2 separate regions of the Sus scrofa genome follow, and region 1 is linked to region 2. A link is a contact called in public HiChIP or PLAC-seq data. All regions are on one chromosome and are shown on one strand. Each heading gives the region's core, a stretch centred on a gene start, on an enhancer-like site or on the middle of the called end of the contact. The rest is flanking DNA. Distances are from core to core; before and after follow the strand shown.

Evidence for each region. HiChIP or PLAC-seq counts read pairs in DNA pulled down with a chosen protein or histone mark.
Region 1: an H3K27ac HiChIP or PLAC-seq map of alveolar macrophages shows a contact between it and region 2. The contact joins two enhancer-like sites. A contact is called at or near these places in 1 of 47 Hi-C or Micro-C datasets (fibroblasts) and 1 of 2 datasets of contacts at active chromatin or transcription factors (alveolar macrophages).

The regions. Positions count from the first base shown.
Region 1 is chr1:223,511,257-223,516,470 of Sscrofa11.1, reverse strand. No RefSeq gene overlaps it. Among named protein-coding and RNA genes, the nearest start is that of MAMDC2, 28 kb to the left of the region's middle. Within about 2 kb of position 1,945, at least 10 of the 83 cell types and tissues checked have an H3K27ac peak or open chromatin away from gene starts, as enhancers often do. A contact at or near this core is called in alveolar macrophages, where this site is marked.
Region 2 is chr1:223,360,090-223,365,253 of Sscrofa11.1, reverse strand. No RefSeq gene overlaps it. Among named protein-coding and RNA genes, the nearest start is that of MAMDC2, 180 kb to the left of the region's middle. Within about 2 kb of position 3,868, at least 4 of the 83 cell types and tissues checked have an H3K27ac peak or open chromatin away from gene starts, as enhancers often do. A contact at or near this core is called in alveolar macrophages, where this site is marked.

The sequences.
Region 1 (5,214 bases), core at 696-3,195, 150 kb before region 2:
TCTGCAGTTTACAAAGTGGCTTCACATGTATAACCTAATGTTTAACGAACACAACTGAGAGCTGAGAGATTGAACAGCCTATGTTCAATCCCTCAACTATAAATCTTAATATAAACAAAGACATAGAGAATATAATCCAAATTATGAATAATGAGGAAATCTGATTTTTTTAGGTTCCAATATTCAGTGTGCTATGAACTCAATTTACAAATATTATCAGTACATTTCCTTTATTTTTTGATGATCAGAGCCACCAGAATATAGAATTCATTTAAAAAGAAATTTTAAAATCACATGCAGTTTACCACTATGCAAAATATAAAAGGTTGTAAGCCAGTATCTTCAGAATAACTACTAATTGTAAGATGTGTGAAAGTTTACTTATTTAAACTTTTTATGTATTTATATTACTTTAAATTATAAAAAGGATAGTTTGAAGATGTAATAATACGTAAGTACATATACTTACAATGAACAAAATAAAAGGGGGTGTTCTGGGTTTTTTGTATAACTTCCATTAGTTTTCTTATCTCTATGGATCTCCAAAGGAGGATTTTATTTGTAGGATTTATGCGTGTGAACTTATTCCCCACTTGCAAAGCGGTTTATGCTATCAGCCCTGAGTGCAGTTATATTTTATCAGCAATTCTTCGTGTTATACAGGAGGGAATAATAATCTGTCTTATAAATTACTGAATTAATTGTGGTACAGAGAGAAAAGTCTTGGCTTTCTTTTCCTTTTGTGGCTTTAAAGTCTATTTTTGACAAAAATAGTGATAAAGTACTTTTTCAAAATGAATCTGTGGCAGTGAAATGATTCACTGTATAAACTGTTAACGTATATTAGACTCAAACAATTGGCATGTAAACATGTCCTAAAGAGAAGAAATGTTAATCTGCTTTCACATGTTGACTACAGCATTATTTCATAATGACCATAAGACCAAGCGAGCAAGCAAACAAATGAAATAACCTAAGATTTCAAAAATAGGGGAAATAAATAAACTACGATGCTTCAATCTAAGAAAGGCAATCATTCACTCTGATAGCTTATGAATATTATTTAGTAGCAGAAATATATATTCCACTCATAATTAAAATGAAAAAAGAAGGTTTTAACAGATAAAATACAACAAAATAAGACAAATTATATCTAATTCATCTAAAAATACATTGGATAAAATCTTTAACATTACCGAATGCCTAACAATTCTGTGAAGGATCATAAAATTATGGGTATTGAACAGAATTTCCTTTTATTTTCTAACCATTCTTTAATTTTGTTATATTTATAATTGAGAAAAAAGAAGATTCAAGTTATCTATAATTAAGATGTGGAATAATGAGTTACTGTTTTTCAGATTGGCATTATTTACTACAGTAGTCATGAGCACATGTGGTTATATAAAATAAAATTAAATAGAATTAAAAGTTCATTTCCCTTAGGTGCACTAACCACATTTCAAGTGCTCAGTAACCACAAATAGCTAGTGGTCAAGTGAGTTGGACACGGCAGTTATGCAAACTTCCTCATTGCAGAAAGTTCCACGGGGTAGAGCTTCCTGGCTCCTTTTGGACATGCCAAACAAATGTGTAAACTGCCACAGAGGGTTAAACGAAATGCTGAAGATGTTCTGGACCACGGTAAGTCACTAGGTTATTCCTATCTTAGAAGATTTTCTACACTTACAATACTGGCCAGGCCACATGTTGTCCTGTCTGATAAAAGATCTGCAAATTCAGCCAGCTATGTACTAGATTCAAACTGTGGGCTCAAACCTCAGATCAGTTTGCAGTTGTCTATCTGCATTCCAACACACAAAAGAAACAGGACCAGATTAATTTCAGTCTAACACATTGGATTTCCACCTGCTATTAATAATGCTCATAATGTCAGCTCCTATTCTTGTGCTGCCTTCTTACATTTTGAGGCTGCTTGAGGTGCAGAGGTTATTTTAGGGCAGTTGGTGATTAGGTAAGCTGATGACTAGGCCTGGCTGACACAGGCAAAGAGAAAGCCAAACATTTTGGTCTGTTCTTAAGAAATCTGTCCCTGGGTCCTGTTACGAATGTGACAAAAAGGAAATTGCCCATTTCCTTAACCTCTCCTTTCTTTATAGCTCTTTTTCAAAAACAGTGCTTATTTCATTTTAGTCAGTATTTCAAGACACAGAGAATATCTCTAGAGACTGGGAAAAAAATCTTACGCACTTTGAATATATACTATTGCCTATGTGAGAGGGGAAAAGAAGAGGGACAAAGTAAAATGCTATCCCTTAGACAGGTGTTCCTGATACTTTGCAGACCTCTTAAGAGTTAGGGTTAAGTTAGCTTTGTGTAAATCAATTTGTTTCAGTTTAATACAGATTCCAGTCCTTAGGGATTGGTGATATTTAAAAATTTTTGTTTTGATTGAGAATATTAAGTAAAAACTGATTTCAAATTTACCTAATTTTGGAAATAAAAATAGGCACTGAATGGAGAGCAATTAAAAACACATTTGTGGAGTTCCCATCATGGCGTAGGAGGAAAGGAATCTGACTAGGAATGGTGAGGTTGCGGGTTTGCTCCCTGACCTCACTCAGTGGGTTAAGGATCTGGTGATTAAGTGAGTTGTGGCATAGGTCACAGATGTGGCTCAGATCTGATGTTGCTACAGCTGTGGTGTAGGCTGGCAGCTGTAGCTTTGACTGGACCCCTGGCCTGGGAACCTCCACATGCCGTGGGTGCAGCGCTAAATAAATACATAAATAAATTAATTGAAAATAAAAAAAAATTGCAAACAATTGTAAATATAGTCAAGGAAGGATCAAAATATGATTTAACTTACTTTTTATCATACTTAAAACAGAATTGCACGTGATCATTTATTTACTATTGATATTTGGGGCTAGATAGTTCTTTGCTGTGGGTCACTGCCCTGTGCACTGCAGGATTTTAAGCATTCCTGGTTCCTACCCACTAGATACCAATATCATTCACAAGTCATAACATGTTGGAGAAAACATGTCTCCAAACATTGCCAAAGGTCCCTTTGAGGATGTGGAGGGGGTGGGGCAGGCAGGGGCAGGCAGGGGCAAAATCTCTGAGATTTTGAGAGAACCAGTGATCGAGGGGGTAGAAAACTGCTGTACTTTCAAATCCCACTTGCTCAGCTCCTATTACATGTAGTCCCTATGTGAGTCGCTTTCAAGATCTGGACCTCCTTTTTGGATTCACTGTCAATTTCAAACTATTCATTCTCTTCAGTCAAAGCAGGACAGTTGTTTACATTATAAAAAGGGACTGGATGGAATTAGTTTTCTCTTCCTCTGCACATCACCAGGTGGTGGTTTTAACGAGGAATGAAATATCCTTAGATCCTGGAAAGAAAAGGCAAAAGAGCAGAAAGGCAAGGGAGATGGACTAAGACTCCAGCTGAATAATCATCCCCAAGATGATCAGGGCTTTACTGTTCCAATTTCCTGCTTCAGAAATCTGCAAATTGTCAAAGGGCAACAGTGTGTCTCCCCCACCCCCCAACCCAAGCTTGTCTCCCTTTCAAAAAACAATGATCTTCTCCCTCAAAATAACATAATGACAGGCAGCAGATCCAAAAGAGTAATGGAGAAAACTTTCCTCATAGTATATAATTTCAAGCCTCTCCTAAAGCTTTTTTTTTTTTTTCAGGGAGAGGCAGTGGGATGGAGAGAGAGTCTGTACAGAAACCCAGCCACAAAGCTGTGATAGTCAGAGGGACTAGACTGCCTCTTAACCTGTTAAAAGTGGAAGAAAAAGTAGAGAAACAGATATGTCAGGAACTTACTTTCCCAAACCAAATCAGGACGGAGTTTTAAAAGAATCTGGGTGACTGATTTTAACTGCAGGAAGTGTCATAGTTTAAGTGTCACCCAACACAGTCAATATGATTTTGCTAAGGGAGGGAAGAAGTGAAGCTTTGCAGGGAGCTCTGGAATACACAACCACAGACCCTGGTCGTGCGTGTAGTTTAAAAAGATTGTTAAAGAGCTCAACACTGGCTGAAGTGACTGGTTTCTTTTCACTGTCTTTTAAAGTAGTTTCTATGGCCTGCTCGAGAGACATAGCTGGCCAGGTTGCTGGGTTAATCTACCACCTACTTTACCAATTGAAGAGTACCAGTTGGGCCTATAATTAGGATGTGAATGATAGTTTCCAGAAATGGCCTTCTCTCTTCAGACAGAAACATTTCAATCCTATGCCAACAGTACCATCAATTACTCATGTTCACAAAACAAACCTAGTTAGATTCTTGTTACAGTGGCAGACCTCAACAATTTACCAGAGGATTTGGTTCTGCGTTAGATTTAACTTCTCTTCTGATGAGGTTTAAAAATCTTTTAAAGTCATTTTGCACAAATAAATTTGGATATGGTGACTGCAGAGTTGGTGGAATAATTATTCACAAAATTACTATAATCTAGTCAGTGAAAGACCAGAGCCCTTCATTATGATGCTATTGACACAATTGCAGGATATCCTATACTACAATCTATAATGCAATTGCATTCATTTAACGATTTGAAAATAAGTTGTAATAGAACTTTAAAAATTAAAAAACATACAGCAAAACAAAAATTCCAGCATTAGACACTTAACTAAAGGGGTGGAATTTTCACAAAACTCTAAAGACAGGCTGAGTGGAGCTTTATCTAGAAAAAAAAGAGGATAAGACTTGAGTATTTTTAGAATCCCAGCCACTTTTGGGAAATAGTTGCTAAACTATAATAGCATACATCCTGCAGATACTATATTTGGTCTTCCGATACCACAAAAGGCAGAATGACCATGTGTTTTTAAATAAGGCTTTAGCTGACCAACACTTTTTTCTTAAAAGACCCATGTGCTTTGTTCATTTTTTTAAAGACCCATCTGATTTGATTCAGCTCTTGGCTTTGACAAGCAACAAAGACTGAGCAGCCTCCAGCTTTACCCAGCAGGAGTCCTTCTGCTCATAGAGGGCTTTCATCCTGGAGCAGAGGGCACCATGTGGTCGATTTGCAGATTTACAGCCAAAGTTTTTCATTGCTGTTTTGGTGGTAATTTGGTGGTAAACACGCAGATCTCTCAACTCACTGACTTCAGAAATTTGCATTATTTTCAAATCCTTTGGTCACTGAAAAGGAGAAGATTCCAGAAGAGACCTTAGCATCAGTCATTTTTTAGAACAAGGAAAAGGCTCAGAGATCCTGGGAT
Region 2 (5,164 bases), core at 2,619-5,118:
CAAAAAAAGACAGATACCCACAGAAGGGAAGTCTACATGTAGATGTAGGAGACACTGGAGTGACGTATCTATGAGTCAAAGAATTCTAAGAATTATTATGGGGGGGCCACCAGCTTCTCAGGGAAAGGCATGAATGGATTCATCTTCAGAGCCTCCAGAAGAAACCAACCCTGCTGACACCTTGATTTTGGACTTCTGTCTCCAGAATTGTATAAATATGTATTTCTGTTGTTTTAAACCACCCAATTTGTGGTAAATTGTTATATCAGTCCTAAGAAAGTAATATAGTCAGTAAGTTAGAAAGACAGTGGACCTCTCTGAGGACTAGTGAGATCAAGGATATAAAGGCACCTTGCAGCCACTATGAAAAATAGTATGGCTGTTCCTTAAAAATCGAAAAATAGGCTTACCATATGATCCAGTAATCCCACTTCTGGGCATACATCCAGACAAGATAAAAAAAAAATCTAAACTCACTGCAGCACTGTTTTTTTGGGTTTTTTAAGGGCCACATTCGCACCACATGGAAGTTCCTGGGCTAGGGGTCTAATCAGAGCTGTAACTAACAGCCTATGCCATAGCCACAGCAATGCAGGCTCCAAGCCGGGTCTGTGACCTACACCACAGGCAACGCCGGATCCAGATCTTTAACCCACTGAGTGAAGCCAGGGATCCTACTTGCATCCTCATGGATCTTAGTTAGGATGGTTAACTGCTGAGCCATGAAGGGAACTTCCTGTAGCACCATTTTCCCAATAGCCAAGATATGGAAGCAAGCTAAATGTCCATTGACAGATGAATGGCCAAAGATATAGATAAAGATGTGGTATACACACACACACACACACACACACACACACACTACACACACACACTCAATGGAATAGTATTCAGCATAAAAAAGAATGAAATAATGCCATTTGCAGCAACATGGATGGACCTAGAGATTATCATACTAAGTAAGCTGGTCAGATAATAACAAATAACATAATATAACATGATAATAACATAACATAATATAACATGATATAATAATACATCTAAAAAATGACACAAATGAACTTATTCACAAAACAAAAACAGAAATATATTCACTTACATAGAAAACAAACTAATGGTTACCAAAGGGGAAAGGGGGAAGGGATCGATTAGGAATTTGGGATCAACAGATATATACACCATATATAAAACAGGTAAACAATAAAGACCTACTATAGAGCACAAGGAACTATATTCAGTATCTTGTAATAGCCTATAATGGAAAGAATCTGAAAAAAGAATATATGCATCTGTGTGCATAGAGAGAGAGTGTATTGTGTGTATATCACTGAATCACTTTGCTGTACAATTGAAACACTGTAAGTCAACTATACTTCAATTTTAAAAAGGTTAAAAAAAAGAATACAAAGACACCTGGACACAATAGACGTTCAATAAATATTGGTTGAAAATATTCTTTCTCTTCATCTTCACAACCCAGTTTTTGTAAGTTAAAAATTATCCTCATTTTCCTATTGAAAAAACAGAGTCCCTAGAAAGATGTCCAACTAGCCCATGGCCAGGTGAGTGAATGACAGGTAGTATCTTCTCAACTACACCAATTTGTTCTCTCTCTTGCCTACAGAATTTTGCGAAAATTCAATTTGTTACTTACCATCATGTCACTGTACCAGACTAAACTCATGTATCCAATGAATCCAAAAAATAAAATATTAGCTGAGGAGGGAGAGGAAGAGACAGTAACAGTGGAGCGTAAGGAGGAAGCTGAAGGAAGTACACAAAATCCAAAGACAGGTCACTTATTTCGAATCAAGATGCTGGAGAAAGGTTTGAAGAAATAATGAAAGTTTTATAGTAAGCCCTAAGGGAGAGTGAGGAAACCTTTCTTAAAATATGAGTTTTCCTGATAAGGACTGGTTATCATCTAATTATAATATCTCAAAGCCATTACTGCCCACCTGGGAATTTCAGGCTGGGTTTGAGAGACGCAGCAACTCTAAGGATCACAAAAGAGATAAATGCTCACAGCTTACTCATTTACAGGAGTCAGGAAAATAGGATTTTTCAAACCAAAAGGTCTTTATGTTTATCAAAAATGTGGAATATCTCACTTTTTCACTCATCTCAAACATCTGTGTTAAAATGATCTTTAACTTTTTTAGGACAAGTGGTTCTTAGACATGGGAAAATAAGTGCTCAAACTCACTCGTGAAAAGAATGCACATGAAAAGCACACTGAATGAAAACTAATTTTTGACATAGCAAACCCAAAACATTTGAGAAAACTCTATTTTTTAAGGATATAATACAGCAGACCTTCTCATGTATGATGGAAGCAAAAATCTTTGCATCCTATATGAAGGCAATATGGCAATAGTTATCAAAAATATATATATTTATATCATCTTAAGCTTGTAATTTTATATCTAGGGATTTATAATACAAATATGTTTACATATATATACCAAATGATATATGTATGTCCAAAATTATTCATATTAGTATTGTTTATAATATTAAAAGATTAGAAATGACTTAAATATGCATTAACAAGGGAATGGTTAAGGCATTATGGTACATCTATGCAATGTGTACCATAATAAAATGCAATACTGTATGAGTATTTTAAAAATTAAAATTACTTTAATAGACTGATTCAAATAATCTACATGAAATACTGCTAAAAAAATAAGGAACAGAACACTGCCTACATTATGCTAAGTGGGAAGAAGTATATGCTTATCTTGTATATAGAGCAGCTCTTAAATGCTTCAAAAGAAACTGATGATATTGGTTGCACTGGTAAAAGTTAACTGAGTGGGAAAAAAGAGCTTTAGAGGTTGCACAATGGTTTGGAAGCACAGCTGCAAATTCTCTGACACTGCTCCCATCAGGAGGTGGAGTCTATGACACTTCTCTTGAAGTTTGGTGGGCCTTTGCCACTGCCCTGATGAATCCCACTCCTGAGCATTTATCTGAAGAAAAGTATAATTCGAAAATATACATGCACCACAATGTTCACTGCAGCACTATCTACAATAGCCAAGATAAGGAAGCAAACTAAGTGTCCATAGACAGACGACTGGATAAAGACGTGGTATGTATATACAATGGAATATTACTCAGCCACAAAAAGAATGAAATAATGCAGCACATGGATGGACCTAAAAATTATCATAGTCAGTGAAGTAAGCCAGACAGAGAAAGACAAATACTATATGACATTGCTTACATGTGGAATCTTTAAAAAAAAAGGATACAAATTGACTTATTTACAAAACAGAAAGAGATACACAGATTTAGAAAACAAATTTATGGTAACAAAGGGGAAACGTGGCAGGGGAGGGATAAATTAGGACTTTGGGATTAACACATACACACTAATATATATATAAAATGGATAACTAATAAGGACTTACTGTATGGCACAGGGAACTACACTCAATATTTTGTAATGACCTGTAAGGGAAAGGAAACTGAAAAAGAATATGTGTGTGTTTGTATGTATAACTGAATCACTGAGCTGTACACCTGAAACTAACCCCAATATTGTAAATCAACTATACTTCAATTAAGAAAAAAAAAAGAATGCAGGAGAAGTGATGCTGCATGACATCCAAGGAAGTGTTTGAAACGACTCTTCAGTATCTACAGCTTCCTCTTGGGACAGTCACTCCAGGGGAGAGGGAAGAAAAATACCAGAATCGCCAGCTGCTCACATCTTCTAGGCTCCAGCACCAGACATATGAATAAGGAAATCTTTGAGATGCCCCCAGCTATAGCCACTTTTTGACAGTAACTGCATAAGGGCCCCTAAAGCAGAACTGACTCATTAACCTCTGGCTTCATTACCAACTAGTGACATCATTACTGTTTTCGCCACTCTTTTGGAGTTGTTTGCTATGCAACAAGAGAGAACTAGAACAGAGGTCCTTCACTGTTCACCCTTTACATTTTGAACTTTGCATCACATGAATGTATTTCCTATTTAAAAAGTAAATAAAGCTGAAAGTACCCCCCACACACAATTCTGAAATTCCCTGGCTGAATCTTTTGTCTATATTCAAACCCTTAAAATGGTTTTAATAAAAGAACTGTCTAGGTTTCATTGGCCTGATTATCCTCAAGGGCACAATCATAAGTAGGAACCTGCCTGGTGTAAAGGGAGAAGGGTTGGAATCCTCCTACCCCCACTCCAAACAAAAATCTCAAAAGTGGAAATTAATTCCTTAGCCAATAACTTGCAGATATGAACAATATGCTTAACATTAGACTCATTCCTTCAATCACTTTCGAATTGTGAAGTGAGAAATGTACCTTCACAATGGTGGGTACCATCAAAACTGAGCATTATGAATAGAGGGCTAATGTGACCTGATGTGCCCCAGGATGAAATGCAACATGAAGTACACAGCATCACCTATGAAGTATTTGCTCCAAAAATGTTGAACCTAAAACTACTTCAGTGTTTAGATGTAACTTCAAGTTTATGGGAAATGCAGGTGATAGAGAAACAAGTTAAACACCACCATGAGAAAACAATCAGACAAATTCAGACTATGGAACATTCTACAAGATAATTGGCCTGCTCTTGCCAAAACAGCATTGGCGAAGAGGTGGAGAAATGGTCATTCCCATGTAACTACATGTATCCTCAAAGCTGTGCATATTCTTAACTTAGAAAAATCCCTCTATCCACCCTGAATCCAACAGATACTCACTAAGATTTACACCAAAAGAGATAATCATTTAAGAACTGATAAAGCAGAATATAATTGGGGACAAAATATTAAAGATTTGATTAAATTAAATTTATTGTACATATACTATGTAATATCACTTGAGGTACCGGGTATTAGTACCTCAATTATAAACCTGTGGCTCAGCAGGTTAAGGATCTGTCATTGTCTCTGTAAAGGTGCAGGTGCAATCCCTGGCCTTGCTCAGTGGGTTAAGGATCTAGCATTGATGCAAACTGTGGCATAGGCCTCAGCTGCAGCTCTGATTTGACCCCTAGTCTGAGAACTACCACATGCCACAGCTACAGTCATTAAATAAATAAATAAATAAATAAATAAATAAATAAATATGAGTGATGTAAAGGGAGAATTTAATCAATATCTTCATGCCTCTCTCAAACTAGAGTCTTTTTTTAAAATTTAGT